Linked DNA regions of Mus musculus: region 2 is linked to region 1. Evidence: chromatin contacts called from public promoter capture Hi-C data. All regions are on one chromosome and are shown on one strand. The core of a region is the stretch at or near the end of the contact, and the rest is flanking DNA. Distances in the headings are between cores, read along the strand shown.

Evidence for each region. Promoter capture Hi-C pulls out the DNA fragments that hold promoters and counts their contacts.
Region 2: a contact with region 1 is called in a promoter capture Hi-C map of cranial neural crest. The contact joins the promoter of Arl4d here to the promoter of Tmem107 in region 1. A contact is called at or near these places in 2 of 39 promoter capture datasets (cranial neural crest and maxillary cranial neural crest) and 1 of 115 datasets of contacts at active chromatin or transcription factors (neural stem cells).

What each region holds. Positions count from the first base shown.
Region 1 is chr11:69,069,084-69,072,891 of GRCm38.p6, forward strand. It overlaps Tmem107 (transmembrane protein 107), which reads left to right and starts at 1,726. Exons shown (of 5, transcript NM_025838.2): 1 at 1,726-1,950; 2 at 2,141-2,208; 3 at 2,291-2,391; 4 at 3,340-3,436; 5 at 3,663-3,808. The coding sequence starts at 1,864. The coding sequence ends at 3,732.
Region 2 is chr11:101,663,800-101,667,607 of GRCm38.p6, forward strand. It overlaps Arl4d (ADP-ribosylation factor-like 4D), which reads left to right and starts at 1,742. Exons shown (of 2, transcript NM_025404.3): 1 at 1,742-1,838; 2 at 2,749-3,808. The coding sequence starts at 2,851. The coding sequence ends at 3,456.

The sequences.
Region 1 (3,808 bases), core at 476-2,975:
GCTGGGACTATAGGTGTTTCCCCCTATCCAGCTTAAGACTCAATTTTATATGAAAAAGTTATAGTTTCACCATATAGGAGCTTGAGTGGAGCTCAGTAGTAAAGTAATCATTTAGCGTGGTCCATACCCTGTGTTTGATCCCCAGTGCAGCCCACAGGCAGAAGCTTCAATAAGTAGGAGCTGAATATATAAGGACATTCAATGCTATAGATTATTCTTTGTGTTTTAGAATGCCATTCTCTGCGTTGATAATACTATAGGGTCTCAGAAGGGAAGATGGGAGGATGGCTCAGTGGAGGGTGCTTACCTACCTATATGTAAGAGGCCTGGAGCTTATCTCCAATACTGAAAAAAAAAATCAGGAAATTACATGATTACAATGCTGTTGTTTAAGTTACAAACCCTATACAAAACTTGCCAAGCATCTCACCTCAGTCTTTTATAATAAAAGGGGGCGAGGGGGGGGCAATTCTTTTGCCTGGTTTGGGATCTCAGGTTCAGTTAGACACCCCCCTACCCCCCGTTCATTTAGAAGACCTCCAGTCTGTCTTTCATGACCTTTAACTGGCTTAGGAAAGGGAACCCCATGTATTACTTTAGGGAGACAGAATCATTTCTTCTTCTTCTTCTTCTTCTTCTTCTTCTTCTTCCTCCTCCTCCTCCTCCTCCTCCTCCTCCACCTCCTTCCTCTCTCTCTCTGCCAATTCCTTGAAACAAAAATTTAAGAAGTATCTATTTTCAAAGCTTCCCTTTGATATTATTCTAGTATTATCTTTTAATTTAAAAAAATTATAGCACGCATTACCTCGCTGGGTTTTGTTCTTGTTTTGGCTGTTATCAATCTCCCCACCTAGAATATAACCTGGAGGGACTTTATCGAGGTACTCTCAGATTTGGGGCACAGTGCCTGGCATCTGGGAGACATCAAATATTTGTTGAATAGATGAAATCCCTCTGGTCCTGAGCCTTGTCTTTTGGGCTGGTTTAGAGGCACAAAGAAAAAGGAATGGAGGGACCAGAGAGTGCAAGTGGGATGGGAGGTCCATTGACATGGGACTTGATTGTGAACTGGAAAGTGCTGAGAACTTTCCGATTCTCCGATCTGCAGGGATTTCATCCGAAGCCCCAAATCGGTCACATCACCCTAAGAAGAGGTTCTTGGTCTGTAACTGAGCAATGTCCGGGGCCTAACAACTCAGAGCAAGAGTGAAATCGGTGGTGGGTCAGCGTCCCAGCCTAGGCTAAGCGCAAGCAGTTCCAGTCCCCCGCTCCATTCTTCACCCTTTCAGATCCCCTCGGTTCCCGAGGCAGTCACCTCACCCACATCCAATTTTAACCATCCCAAGGCTGCTCATTTCTGCACTCGGCAAATCTCTCATGACACGGAGACAAGTTATTTAGGAAGAAATTAGAGTCATTCTTCGGCAAAGTTTTGCTCTAGGGCGGAAGGGGGAGTCCTCTGACAACCAGGGGCTAGGGGACTTAGCCTGACCCTGGGACAAGCTCGGTGCATCAGCCTCTCCTCGTTCGTCCCCTCGACTCCTAGCGCCCAAGGCAGTGAGTGGGAAGCACAGGAGAAGGGAGGATTTGGTGGTTCTGGCTGCATCCTCTTGGGTCCATCAACGGCTCACGTACCGCGCCTATAGACGTTGGTAGAGGGAGCAGCACTATCGCGAGACTTCCGAAAGCAGCAGCGTGGCGCTTGCGGACGCAGTTACCATGGCAGCCGGGCGGCGCCCGAGCGCGCGGGAAGGACACTTAAGTAGAGAGGTCTGGCCTGCTTGCTCAGGGAGACTTGATGAGTGACCCACCCCAGACTTCCAACCTCAAAACCCACGGCCTCCACTCGAGGCCCCCGAGGCCATGGGTCGGATCTCCGGGCTCGTGCCCTCTCGGTTCCTGACGCTCTTGGCTCATCTGGTGGTTGTCATCACGTTGTTCTGGTCCCGGGTAAGACGCGGACAGGGCGCGCGTGCGCGTGCCCTCCTGGCCCTCCCATTCTCATCTTGGAGTGGACCCAGCTCAGCTCAGTCCACTCACACAGGGTCCGTTCGTTGCTCCGTTCCCCGGCCCCTTCCCAACTTGTCCCCGCAGCCCCATTCCTCTTTTGACATTTCTTTCTTTCTGCCCGGCTCGCCAGGAAAGCAACATCCAGGCTTGCCTGCCTCTCAAATTCACCCCGGAGGAATACGAAAAGCAGGACAACCAGTGAGCTCTTGGGGCGGGGTGAGAGTGCAGGGGTCTTCAACAGAATCCAGAAACCTTGGTCCAAGCCCTTTTCTCTCTGCAGGCTGGTAGCCGCGCTCTGTCTCACCCTGGGCCTCTTTGCAGTGGAGCTGGCTGGCTTCCTCTCAGGAGTCTCCATGTTCAATAGCACCCAGAGCCTCCTCTGTATCCTTTTTATTTGGCCATCGTCCTCAGGTGACTCATCCCAGTTACCACTCTTTCCACCTCTGTAGGCCTTTGGGGCACAAGTGTCTGCTCTACATGGTAAACCGAATCTCTCTCTAGGTGAGAGGTTTTAGACACTGTTGGGGAATTAATAGACTTCAAACATTCGTTAAATCCGGATGTGAGCCAGGTTCTGGCGATCCCTGGATGGGAGTAAAATCATTTTATCCCGTTTGAAGAGGTGGCAGACAAACATCTGTAAATCAGTGTGATTAAACAGTATGCTTGTAGGTGTGTGTAAAATACAAAGCACTATGGGAACTCAGAAGGGACCAAGAAAATAGAGCCCAGGTGTGGTTCTGCAAGCCTTTAATCCTAGTGCACGGGAGGCAGGGGCAGGTGAATTTTTTGGGTTTTTTTAAATCTTATTTTACTTATATATTTAGGTTATCTAAGACAGGGTTTCTCTATGTAGACCTAGGCTGTCCTGGAACTCAGTAGACCAGGCTGGCCTCGAACTCCGAAATCCACCTGCCTCTGCCTCCCAAGTGCTGGATTAAAGGCATGCACCACCACTGCCTGGCTTGTTTTGTTTTGTTTGTTTGTTTGTGTTTTTAAAAAGGTAGCTCTTTACTCTTGAATTGTGGACAAGGAAGACCAGGGCACTGGAGAAATCCCCAGTGTATCAGATCTGTAGGTATTCTTGTGTGGCCTAGGGCATATATGACATTAACCTTCCCAGAAGTGTACAGAGTGTACAGGGAGAGGTCCTATCAAAGCAAACTCAGCTCTGGTCTCTTACACATAACTGTCCATAAATTCAGAAGGCATTGGCTGCCAACTCTGGCGCTTGTCTTAAGGGAAGGGTACAAGCTGAACCCAAGTCCAGGTACCAACGGGGCCCATCACGAACCGATTACTTTCCTTGACCCCCTCTGTATTGTTAAGCCATTGCAGCCCACTGTAGCGCGTCTGTGGCCCTGTCTTTCTTCGTATTCGAGCGATGGGAATGTACCACGTACTGGTACATTTTTACCTTCTGCAGGTGCCCTAGCACCCAATATTTTGGAATGGGGGGGGGTGGTGGAAAATCGATCCCAAATCTGAAGGTTTCCCCCACCTAGACCTTTCCTGCACATGTGAAATTGGTAGAGTTTTGAAGAGTCATACCCACCCTAACCCACCCGCATATAAGGTTTGGAGGTTCAAGTGTTTGGGTTGGAAGGGGCTCTAACTCCCCCCCCTCCCCCGCGGCCCCGTACTTTTCACAGCGCCTTCCCAGCTGTCACTGAAACTGCATTATTCATCGCTGTCTTTGGGCTGAAAAAGAAACCCTTCTGATCACAATCCGGGTGTAGGGACCAAGGCTGGAAAAGTGATGAAGCTTCCTCCCACTGCTGCAAGAAAAAGGCAGAGG
Region 2 (3,808 bases), core at 492-2,991, about 33 Mb after region 1:
CCTAGAACTCTGGCTGGTGCTGAGGAATGAGCTGTGTTTGATTACTGAGGTACTTGGGGCAGAACCCAGAGTCTGTGCATGCTGGGCAAACTCTCTGCTGCTACGCCATCATGACTGGTTCATCTGTATTTCTGAAATAGGGTCGTGTTAAGTTGCTCGTGCTGGCCTTGAACTCATGATCTAGCCTAGAGAGGTTATCCATGTCTTGTCTCCTGCCTCAGCCTCCAGAGTACCTGGGATAACACTCTGTGGTTATGCCCAGTTGAACTTTGTCTTTTAAAGTCTCTTTTATCGTGCTTTTTAGACAGCATCTCACTGTGTAATGCTGGCTGTCTAACGTAAGACTGCCTCGCCCCAGAGTCTCCCCATGAGAAGACTATTGCCAAGCAGTGAGCATCCTGGCACTGAATTCAGACAGATCTTGCTCAGCCACATATGACCTAAATGTGATCATAACTAAGTCTTTTATCCATCTGCAGCTTTCTGTACCTGTAAGAAACAGACAACAGTCCCTAACATGCTACTGTGAGGTAATGGGGTCCTCCATGCTCTATATGCAGGAAGCTGAGGCCCAAAGATTGTTAGGATGTCCAGGATAGCCTGAGCTACATAATGAGATTCCTATCTCAAAACACACACACAAAAAAACCAAATATAGCTGGATATGATGGCTCATGCCTTTAATCCTTTTTTTTCCTTTTTTTTTCCCGAGATGGTTTCTCTGTGTGGCCCTGGCTGTACTGGAACTCACTCTGTAGATCAGGATGGCCTCGAACACAGAAATCTGCCTGCCACTGCCTCCCAAGATTAAAGGCATGCACTACCACTGCCTGGTTTCATGCCTTTAATCTTAAAGGCAGAGGCAGGTGGATTATTTTGTGTATGAGGCCACCCTAGTCTACATAGTGAGTTCCAGGATAGCTAGGGTTATATAGAAAGACCCTGTCTCAAAAAATACTCCCCCCACCCCCTTATCCCTTGAAGCAATGGCTCAGTGGTTAAGAGCACTTATTACTCTTCCAGCGGACCCAGGTTCGGTTCCCAGCACCCATATGAGGCAGTCACCACTGTCTCTAATTCTGGTTCCAGGAGATCTGACATTTCCTACTGAACACATGGGCATATACTGACCCACTGGCTTAACTGACACTGAGCACTGCTGCCCTTGCAGAGGTCCTGAATCCATTTCCCAGCAACCACATGGTGGCTCACAACCATCTGTAAGGGGATCCGATGCCCTCTTCTGGTGTGTCAGCGTCCCCGTACTCCTATATACATTAAATGGGCTTAGTATTATGAATCAGCTGTATCAGAGCTCCAGGTAAATACTGCTTTGCAAACTAGATGAAGACAGTGACTTGAATGAGTACTACTGAATGAGGTAAGATACGAAAACATGTCAGAATCTCTTCGAGCAGATCTTTAGGTGGAAGGAAAGTATGGGGGGGGGGCAGCCGGATTGAGGGCAAGTGGATGGGGTAGTGTCATTATTAGACATTCCGTTCCATGCTCTCGTCAGGCGCAGCCACGCCTGTTCCTTTAGTCTGTCCCACCTCCCAGCCCTAATGAGTTCCAGGCTCTGTTCCAAATACTGAATAAGGTAGAAAAGATTAAAATAAAGCGGTTCCGGATAGAACGAGCTCTCCATTTCCAGGCTGGGGCTGCAGAGGCTGGCTCAGTCCCCGCCTCCGGGACGCTGATTGGGCCGCGTCGTGTGACGTCACGAGAGGGTTTTTAACGAGGAACCGGAGCAGCGGCACTGCAAAGTCCGCTGTGGCTGAGACGCGACGAGTCGGTGTCTGGTTGGCGTGGCTCGCGGAGAGTGCGGCTGGCTGAAGGTAAAGGAGGGTGTCTGGACCATGCAAAGGCGCCGGCTTGCGGGGCTTAGGGGAGCGGGCGTCGACCGCTGGCTGGAGAGTTGCAGGGCCGTGTGGTGGTGGTCAAAGCGCCCGCAGGGGCGTGCCACCGTTGTGGGTATGCGGTGCTTGTGGGAGCCCGACCCACATCGGTGCTCTTACTTTGGGCACACTGCCCGACCGCCTCCTTCATGCGAGATTTCTCCTCTGGGGAGTGGAGAGCACAGCTTCTGCTTTCTCTCAATCTCGGAGAGGGGTGCAGGGAAACGACCTTACTTCGGATCTTGCCTGCAAGATCCGCACCCTCGAAGATCCTAGTGCCCGAGAGTTTCTCTGACCTCAGGGCCTCTCCTAGGAGTCCCTGGGACAGGAGCACGCCTTGTTACACCTGTAGCTACTTTTTTTATTTTTTATTTTTAAGAAGAGGGGAAGGAGAAAGGCATTGGAGATGGTTTAAAAGCGCCTACCCTAAAACATGAGGACCCTAATTGGTTCCTGAGACCCACATACTCTTGTAAGTTGTCCTGACTTTAACACTCAAGCTGTGAGTGGCTTACACACACGCACAAAATATTTTTTCTTTACTTTGGAAAAAGAGGCACTTAAAAATCTTTTTTTTTTTCTTTTTTGTTTTTCTAGACAGGGTTTCTCTGTGTAGCCCTGGCTGTCCTGGAACTCACTCTGTAGACCAGGCTGGCCTCGAACTCAGAAATCCACCTGCCTCTGCCTCCCAAGTGCTGGGATTAAAGGTGTGCTCCACCACTGCTGGGGCAAACCTTGTTTTAATAAAAGGAATATTTAGAAGGGTAGGGTGCAGGTTTAGGGGAAGGACCCAAAAGTTGCAAATTCGTTTATTCTAAACCTTTCTCGTTTCTTTTTTGGCCTTGTTTAGACACCCCAGCTTGTGCTACCTGCCGTTTTAAGGTCTCCTCTTCTTGGCCTCTGCTGGAGTCCCAGACCTACTCCTGAGGTCCACCCTGCACCCTAGCTCACCATGGGGAACCACTTGACTGAAATGGCCCCTACAGCCTCGTCCTTTCTGCCGCACTTCCAGGCCCTGCATGTCGTCGTCATTGGGTTGGATTCCGCGGGGAAGACTTCCCTTCTTTACCGTCTCAAGTTCAAGGAGTTTGTCCAGAGCGTCCCCACCAAGGGCTTTAATACTGAGAAGATCCGCGTGCCCCTGGGGGGTTCCCGTGGGATCACTTTCCAAGTGTGGGATGTTGGGGGTCAGGAGAAGCTTCGGCCACTGTGGCGCTCCTACACCCGCCGGACAGATGGACTGGTGTTTGTGGTGGACTCTGCAGAGACTGAGAGGTTAGAGGAAGCCAGAATGGAGTTACACCGGATCAGCAAGGCTTCCGACAACCAGGGGGTGCCAGTGCTGGTGCTGGCCAACAAGCAGGACCAACCGGGGGCACTGAGTGCAGCCGAGGTGGAGAAGAGGCTGGCGGTCCGAGAGCTGGCAGCTGCCACGCTCACCCATGTGCAGGGCTGCAGTGCTGTGGACGGGCTGGGCCTGCAGCCAGGCCTGGAACATTTGTATGAAATGATCCTGAAGAGGAAGAAGGCACCTCGGTCGAGCAAGAAGAGACGGTGACCCGAAGCTGCCCCTACCCTACCTGCTAGGGGGTCAGTACACATTATAGTCAGGCAGGGCCCGTGACCTCTCAGCCAGCCTGGGTGCTGGATCTGTCCACCGCAAAGGACTGAAGGAGCATAGGTGGCCCTGTGCGCCGCAGGGGGGAGGGAAGATGAAGTGTCTTCATTGCCCTTCACCTGAAGAGGGTAGGGAGGGGCTGCAAGACCGGAGAAAGATGTAAATGCTAACTCTACCTCCTACCTCGGCCCTGGCTCTCCTGTCCTTCCCTGGCATTTTATTTGGAGATATATTTTTATCTTTGCAGGGGGAGGGTGTGTAGAAGGTTATCCAGAGAGTGCATTTGGGGGTG